Regions from separate parts of the Mus musculus genome. Here regions 1 and 3 are each linked to region 2. The links are chromatin contacts, called in public promoter capture Hi-C maps. All regions are on one chromosome and are shown on one strand. Each heading gives the region's core, a stretch centred on a gene start, on an enhancer-like site or on the middle of the called end of the contact. The rest is flanking DNA. Distances are from core to core; before and after follow the strand shown. Region 1 overlaps Nod2 (nucleotide-binding oligomerization domain containing 2). Region 2 holds the start of Cnep1r1 (CTD nuclear envelope phosphatase 1 regulatory subunit 1). Region 3 overlaps Cyld (CYLD lysine 63 deubiquitinase).

Evidence for each region. Promoter capture Hi-C pulls out the DNA fragments that hold promoters and counts their contacts.
Region 1: a contact with region 2 is called in a promoter capture Hi-C map of pre-B cells. The contact joins the enhancer-like site here to the promoter of Cnep1r1 in region 2. A contact is called at or near these places in 5 of 39 promoter capture datasets (the C10 cell line, the HPC-7 cell line, liver and 1 more), 1 of 484 Hi-C or Micro-C datasets (B cells) and 1 of 9 other capture datasets (macrophages).
Region 3: a promoter capture Hi-C map of the HPC-7 cell line shows a contact between it and region 2. The contact joins the enhancer-like site here to the promoter of Cnep1r1 in region 2. A contact is called at or near these places in 7 of 39 promoter capture datasets (the 3T3-L1 cell line, the C10 cell line, the HPC-7 cell line and 4 more).

What each region holds. Positions count from the first base shown.
Region 1 is chr8:88,667,424-88,670,123 of GRCm38.p6, reverse strand. All of the region lies in intron 4 of Nod2 (nucleotide-binding oligomerization domain containing 2), which reads right to left. Among named protein-coding and RNA genes, the nearest start is that of Nod2, 21 kb to the right of the region's middle. Within about 2 kb of position 1,398, at least 171 of the 459 cell types and tissues checked have an H3K27ac peak or open chromatin away from gene starts, as enhancers often do. A contact at or near this core is called in B cells, the HPC-7 cell line and pre-B cells, where this site is marked.
Region 2 is chr8:88,117,246-88,120,034 of GRCm38.p6, reverse strand. Cnep1r1 (CTD nuclear envelope phosphatase 1 regulatory subunit 1) reads right to left here and starts at 1,276. Exons shown (of 6, transcript NM_029074.3): 1 at 1,166-1,276; 2 at 184-255. The coding sequence starts at 1,190. It overlaps Gm2716 (predicted gene 2716), which reads left to right and starts at 1,428. Exons shown (of 8, transcript NR_151771.1): 1 at 1,428-1,669.
Region 3 is chr8:88,731,453-88,734,152 of GRCm38.p6, reverse strand. Cyld (CYLD lysine 63 deubiquitinase) reads right to left here. Exons shown (of 17, transcript NM_173369.3): 9 at 2,337-2,478; 10 at 1,045-1,167. Among named protein-coding and RNA genes, the nearest start is that of Cyld, 36 kb to the right of the region's middle. Within about 2 kb of position 1,367, at least 1 of the 459 cell types and tissues checked has an H3K27ac peak or open chromatin away from gene starts, as enhancers often do. A contact at or near this core is called in the HPC-7 cell line, where this site is marked.

The DNA.
Region 1 (2,700 bases), core at 149-2,648, 550 kb before region 2:
GGATAATGACCACGACAGTCACCCCATATAAGGCTGTTAAGATGGAGAGGAGCTGGCCTGTGGCAGAAGCAGTCAGAACAGGATGAACCATCTAGAAAGCAGACTGGAGACTAGCTAGCTAGACACAAGTATCCCAGACCTTGGAAACAGGCCTAAGTTAACGAGCACTGCTGATCTGCCCTTGGCTCACCAAAGCCCTGAAGATGGGCAAGGCCCTGCAGCTCCGCTAGGGAGCCTGGGTCACAAGGTCATCTGAGAGCTTTCCTAAACTACAGCTTCTCAAGCCCCAACCCGGAGCTGGTAGCCTGGGGATAGGTACCCAGTGACGTCAGAAACACGATGCCCTCCACTGGCACGTGTAAGTAATCCTTGCATAGGTGGTTACCAGCCCAGGTAATGGTCCCCCTCAGCAGGATGCGCTGACCTTGATCAGCTAGTCACTAACTGTCCTAGTTTGATTTCCATTGCTGTGATAAAACACTATGAACCAAAAGCAAAACAAACAAACAGCAACAAAAACATAATAGAATCGAGATTTTTGTTTTGCCTTATGGTCCCAAAAGGGTAAGAGTCTACACTAGCAGGGAGGCATTGGCAGCAGGTAAGCAGCATGAGAGCTTACATCTCCAACGGTAAGCACAAAGACAGTGAACTCCATGTGACAAGACTCTAAACTCTCAAAAGCCACCTCCAGCAATGCCGTACCTCCTAAACCTCCTGAAACATCACTGCCAATTGGGGACCAAGTGTTCAAATACCTGCCCCTATTGGCGCGCGTGTGTGTGTGTGTGTGTGTGTGTGTGTGTAGAGCGGGGTGTTTCTCATTCAAACAGTTAGACTAGCTATCTCCAGGTCCCTGCACCTGCAACAAAGAAATGCCCACCTCAGCAAACTCTACCCATGCACTGTACATGGTAAAAGCCACCTGAAATCACCAGTCCATTTTCTGTGCCAGGCACTGCTCTGTGTACCCCCCCAACAGTAGTATCATTAATTTCACCCCAAGTCCATACAGTAGGCCCTACTGATGTGTCCTCAAGAGAGACACAAACAAAAGGGGGTGACTTTGCTGGGGTTGCACAATGCTGAGCCAGGACAGCTGGGCTGCCAACCTGCCCTTAAGCACAGCACGGTGCAGCCTCCCCGAGGGCTTTTCTAGGGCTCTCAGGGAAGTGGTTTTCAAGCTGCAGGTCTTCTGCCCTATTAGTGAGCTCCACAGACAATTCTGAAAGTCTGAGCAGGATGTCAACGCTGAAATAGGACAGCTGAAAGAGAGCAGGGTGAGTCAGAGCTAATGAGGGAAGTCATCTCCCAAAGCTCTTGTTTCAGTTCTGCACGCCCGTGGGTCTGTGCATTCTCTCTGGGAGGGGAACAGAAAGCTGAAACCATCACCCTAGAGGCAAAGAGAGCAGAGTCTAAAGAAGCCTGCAGAGGAGTGCTTTGCATGTAGGGTTTCTTAGAGACCAGGGTTTCAGTTGGCATGGAAACCCTTCGGGTGGGGAAGATGCAGACTCATACTGTGGGAGAAAAGCTGACCCCTTCTTCCCTTCTGCTTTCTTTCCTCTCTCTATGTGGCTGTGTTATGCACATGCACTCGCGAGAGCACGCACGCGCGCACACACACACACACACACACACACACAAACACACACACACACACACACACACACACACACGAAATGCTAACCTCTTAGTTGTACAAAGGTTAAGAACAGTAGAGCTCGGTCAAGGGCTTTAAGCGCCGCATTCAGCTTTCTCTTACTAACATAATCCCTGAGGTGATTAATTTAAAAAGCAAAAAGATCCATTTTGACACACATGTCTGGAGATGTCAGTCTATCTGCTGGCCTTCCTGCTTTGGAACCTGCGTCAAGGCAGCACATCGTGATAAAGGGGTAAACAGCGTGTATCTCCAGCCAGGGGATAAACGCTAAAGGAATGAGCTGGGCTCCCATAATCCCTTACAAGTGCACACCTCCAATTACCTACAGATAGTGCCGCCCTTCTTAAACATTGCACCTCCCAACACACAGACCCTTGAGGGACATACATCCACACATGGTAACCACTCAGGACTAAAAGAAGCTGATTTCTGCAGGGCAGGATTCTCACAGAGCAAGACTTCTGGTGTCTGAATAACACACAGGTTCCCAACCCTCCCCAACTTCCCCAATTCCCCCAGGCACCCCCTTCCCACCCAAGCCTACTGAACAGGAATTACTGCAGCCCAGGAACCTCCAATTCAACAAGCGACTTTTCATGACACCAGGCCAGGACTCCCTTTTTCTGAAAACAGACAGGCCCACAGCCTCCCAGACCTCTGGTCCCATCATGTCACAGAATCATATGAACGTTCTTAATCATTAAAAAAAAAGGACCATTTAAAAATTCCAGGGATGGATGGGTGCTGAGCTTGGTATACTGTATCTGTAACTCTGGTACGAATGGGGGGAGGCAGAAAGATCTTAAGTTTGAGATCAGTGTGAGTTAGCTGAAGCCCCACTTAAAAATAAAAATCCAGAGATGACTTGCTCTGAGGGTCATCCAGGCCAGTATATATGGTCTTCTGAGGTTGTGGTTTAAAAGGAGTGGCCCTGCCAGGCGTGGTGGCGCATGCCTTTAATCCCAGCACTTGGGAGGCAGAGGCAGGCGAATTTCTGAGTTCAAGGCCAGCCTGGTCTACAGAGTGAGTTCCAGGAC
Region 2 (2,789 bases), core at 27-2,526:
AACAACAACAACAACAAAAAACAAAAACAAAAACAAAAAAAGTTGTCTAAACTCAGAAATCTTATAGCTTAGTAAAACAAGGATTTACTAGTCAAAAGTTTTAAAGAAAGGGAGTCGTTCCTACTTAGGAATAAAGCTATCAACCACACTTTATTTTCCCTTAGAAAGCATTCAGCAACTTACTTCTCCAACGTCCAGTGGCAGGTTGCAAGCAATGAATATATTCAGTAAGTCTTCTTTCGAAAGCCTTGAGATCTAGGTAAAGAGAATTCAGTTCTCTATCTGCTCTTTCTAGTCCGAAATGAAATTTGATAAAATGAAATTTTAGATCGACAAACTCCAACAGGTCTTGCACATCAAATTACTTGTGTCACGCACCGTTTGCTTATATAATAACAATTTTAAGTACACAACAAAAACATCATTTTTCGTTCATCCCAATTTCTGGAAACCAGTTGGTCTACTTTTAGAAGCTTGAAAACTGGTATGCTGGAAGACCAGCAGCAACTTCAGCCAAGAGTCAAAAGCTAAAACTGGGGGGTGCGGTGGAGGGTGTTTACAAATAAATGGACCAAACTCCAGCTTAATTCTAATTCTGTGGAACCAAGAACTTCCTGTTGAAACATCAAAATCCATGAGGTCTAATTGACTGCAATTATCCGATTCCGGCCCTAGCTCTTATCATTAATTGATGGCTATGTAGTATGGGCTTACTAGACTTCCATACACAGATAACGGGCTGTACAAACATACTCCCTTATCCTCCTAGGAATGGGTCGCCGGTGAACGTCCGGCCAGCAGCAGCGCCTACGCCTTGTGCTGTGGCAGAGCGTACCTCTGAATGAAGTAGGGTGTTATTCCCACAGAGGTGTTTTTTAAAAAATCAAAATAAAACAAAACTTTGAAAGGCCAAGAGTACATCTAAATTCCGGCAATTACAGAAGCCAAGGAAGAAATTAGGGTTACGGTTCGTTAGGTTGTCAAACAGAAAATGAATTCGCACTCTATAACTCGCAAGGGCTCGTCACTGAGACGGGGGGGCCCCCGAGCCCCTGCGGGGGGGGAAGGCGGCACCCCTCGGCGGCCGTGCGCCCCGCGTCCCCGCCACGCCGCCCTCGCGACCTCCTCAGCCTCGGGACGGGACCCGGCGGAAGACACACTCTACCTTCCGCTTGTTCCAGCGAGTTCATGTCGGGCGGCAGCTCCGGTCACCGCCACGGCCCGGTCCTCATCGCAGCCCGCCCTCCCCGCCCCGCCGACAGCGCCAACTCCCACCTCTAACCGCTCCCTTCAGCCCCTCCGTTTGGCACCGCCCATTTTCTAGAAACGTTGAGTTTATTGGGTAGCTCATCCAGACCCCTCAACTAAACTAGTTTTCTATTGGCTAATTTCAGCAAACGCCTTCGGGAACCCAGCGCTAGATGTTCAACTGGAAGGGCCGAGAATAGCGAGCAGCTAGGCTGATATAGCCATGGCGCCGCCTCCTGCCTCGGGGAGGAACTGAATTCTGTCCAAGCATACTTTATTTTTAAGCTTGGTTGCTTTCTTAGTTCTTAAAACAATGATTGAGCGCCCACTAACTTCTGGGCAGTATTTTGGTTGCTAAGGAGAGACCACCAATCTATCCCTGCCCTCAAGGAACTAAAGAGAAACTGAGATATGTTCAGCAGTAAGTACTAGAAGCGCCCCCAAGCAGATTTCCTTGATTTTGATTTCTCTTCTTTAGATATCCAATTCCTTAAGGAAGGATTTCTTTCTTGGTTATTTTCTCCTCATGTCGTCCAATATAGTCATAAAGAATGCACAAAGTGCCGGGCGGTGGTGGCGCATACCTTTAATCCCAGCACTTGGGAGGCAGAGGCAGGTGGATTTCTGAGTTCGAAGCTAGCCTGGTCTACAGAGTGAGTTCCAGGACAGCCAGGGCTAAGAGAAACCCTGTCTCGAAAAACAAACAAACAAAAAAAAAAAAACCAAAAAAACAAAAACAAAAACCAAAAAACAACAACAAAAAACAAAACAAAACAAAAAAAGAATGCACAAAGTATGTCTTTGTAAGTATAACAAAAATATGTACAGGGTTAGCAAAATTAACATTTGATTAAAATGACCTGTTATTTCTGTTTATTTCCTGGTGGTCATTGATTCATTCAAGAGGTATTTATTGCATGACATGCTACGCATTGTATTTGTCCCATATTACATTATATTTATGACCACGGTAGATAAGATTGCATTCCTCACAGTGAAAGGTTTCAGGGAGCAATAAACATAAAAGTAGGCAACTGATTTCAGATAACAGTAGCTCTATGGAAAAAGCAACCAATATTAAAGACAGGAGGAAGGAGGTCCAGAAGTGTTGCAAGGAAGTTTGAGCTGAGAGGCCCAAGAAGACGGAAAGGATCCAGCCACACAGATCAGGGCTGAGAAGGTCTTTGAGCAACACCGCCATGTTCCCAAAATTGATACATTGTGTGTTTTACTAATCAACCTTTGCCCTAACTCACTTATCAGCTCCTGACTCCTTTGTTTTATAGACTCCTCTACCCTAGTAGCACTTTCTAAACTTTCCCATTAAGGAGCCTTCTCTGGTCCAAACCCTTTACATGCATTATCTCATTTAAACTTTTACGATGACTTGTTTGTTTTAGAGATGGAGTTTTTCTCTGTAGATTAAGCTGGTCATGAACTTGCTACAAAGGTCCATTCTGGCTTCAAACTTGCAGTCCTCCTGCTTAAGCCTTTCAAGTATTCAGGTGTGAGTTGCCAAGCCTGACTTAAAGATGTGTGTG
Region 3 (2,700 bases), core at 118-2,617, 610 kb before region 2:
TCTTGCCTTAGTCTCTTGAGCCAGTAAGTGCTGCGATTACAGGTGTATGATATACCACCATGTTCGGCAAGACACATCCTGACCTCACAGGCCATCTGACAATCTCCTGGCATAGAGTGAGTGACAAAGTATGCTAACTACAATTCCGGACTGCTTGAACAAATATGATGCGAAGAATATTAAGCCTATTACAGAAAGGCTTACAGTGTTTTAAAAAGAAGGAAGGCTATAATAATACACCTTGTTATTGATTTGACCTCTGCTGGTAGTACCATTTATATAGTGAAAGAAAAATCTGAGTGGTTAAAATTTGCATAAGACAAAATAATTAATGTGAAAATCAAAGCACATATTTATTTTAAAGGGTAAAATGATTACAGAATTTAGGGAAAACAAGTATCTAAATAGAGAAATTTATTCTTTTACTTTCTTAGTTATGTGACACAGTAGGACATCTAGAATATTCCTTTAATTTACATACTTTGTTATTTTTAAATATATTAAATTAATCTTTATTTTTATTGTTAAGAAAAGTATATAACAAAATTCAAATTGATCATAACTGGCCTTTAAATTGCGTAGTTTGTTCTCTGTCTTCCTGACCTATTAGTTTCATGATCATTGTATGACTTAACTCTTCATCACTTAAACATCTTGTGATGTTAACACACATCACCAACATCACATACCAAAGTCTTCCCATCTTCTGCACATTTACAACTCACCTTAGTAAAGAAGTAGAGGAAGACATAAAAATATTCTTTTAAACAAACACCATATTACTATAATACACCTCATCTGCTTTTAGTACAGTGTTATTACTAACTTGTAATACATGATACCAAATGATTCACATCATTTCATAGACTATAGTTATTACATACACTGAAATAAACAGAAGCAGAAGACTAAAGGTTTTAAAAAGTCAATACTTCATGAAATTTCTATTCATCTTTTTTTACTATATGAGCACACAGCAAGAATTACTACACAAGAAAATAGCAAACAGAATGCAAACTGAAGACAAACACATCTTGTACTTACATTCTCAGAGGATTGACTATCTCTGTCCTCAGTAGCTCCTGAGTCTCACTGTAATACTCTATATCATTCTTCTCTTTGGGTCTAAGTAACACAGTGTCCAGGGCAGAACTAAAAGCAAATAAGCTACAAAACAAAAAGAATATTTTCCTTATGCTAAAAATATATTGATATTTGAGAAAATTCTTAAAGGAGTCAGAAGAGAAAGAGGAACAATGCATAGGAGAGCAATGCATAAGAATTCATGTGTCAAGACAGCAGAGGCCTGTGTTCAGCCATTAGTGTGCCCACAGACCCTGAAGTTCCAGACCACAAACACAGGGTAAAGACATGCAAGAGAATGTTTTGAAAAAAGCTTGCTTACATAGTCAAGAAGAGCCTGGAAATCAGCCCGCCCTCTCTGTCCTTCCTTCTTCCCTCCCCCCTTCTTCACTTCCTCCCTCTCTCCCTCCCCCTCCTCTCATTCCCCCTCTCTCTCACACACAGACAACATGGGGAAAAAGTTGGAGGCCACTAGTTAGGACAAATACATCTTGCTCTCCTGAGACATGTGCTTCTATAAAATAACTTGTGAGTGACTAGCAGCAGAAACTTACTGGTATCAAAGAATATAACATTTGGCTTAAACAGATTTTTATCAGGAAATCTAAAGAATATTATAGCAATACTACAAGGTTTGTTTAATCAAAAGTATTACACCAACAAAAAGACCCCCAGCCTTTATTCTGTTCTCTGCTTTTGAAATCCTACCATCCCTGCTAACCACCTCGCTCTTGTGCACAGTTTACAGAGCAGAGCTGGCAGAGCCTCTTAGTTTAACTGCAGTGCACAATCCTTAAGGCCACAGATTCATGGTTCAATCTTCAGAGTTTAATGTTCCCTGTATTATTCACTCCACTTTAGGAAAGTCGACACAAAGGATGGCAACAGTGATCCCATGGGAAATAATTTTTAATATAAAGAATTTCCATGATCACATTGATATACTAAAGTATACACATACAATGCCAACAGTTTACTGCCAGTTACTTGGTTCATTCAAGTGCAGTCTACTACATTGGAAGCAGATGCCTTCATCACATCTGTTCACGAACTAGCTTTTAAAATCTATATAAATAAGATATAAAATTTGTTAACTGTCAAGGACCAAATCTTATGACCTTTCTTAACTCCCAGTCAGTTTCTCTACTCAAAGGCACCTCCTTTCAGATACACACACACACACACACACACACACACACACACACGTCCCAATAAGGCACTATCTACAGTTACTGCAGAAAATGTGTACTTACCAGAATAAAGTTGAGTCTAAGTAACAAGAATTGTAATGGCCCTGGATGCCTTTCTTCTTTCCAATCATTATCTCTAAACCTTCCTTTTCCATTTTAGGTGGAGTATTTTCTTCTACTACTTCACTTAAATAGCCCCCAAATGCTGAAAAGATAAAAAATGAAAATAATTATTTTAAACCATGATAGTATATATTCATATGCACTCCATGTAAATATGTCATCATTTAAAATACATTTTGACATCCTGTGCAAATTTTTTCAACCTTTAGTTAACTGTTAGTTATCTGGGCTTATAAAAATGCTATTATTCACTTTCAACATTGCTTCCTTCAGATAGAACTTAGAAAATTAAGTCAATTAAGCA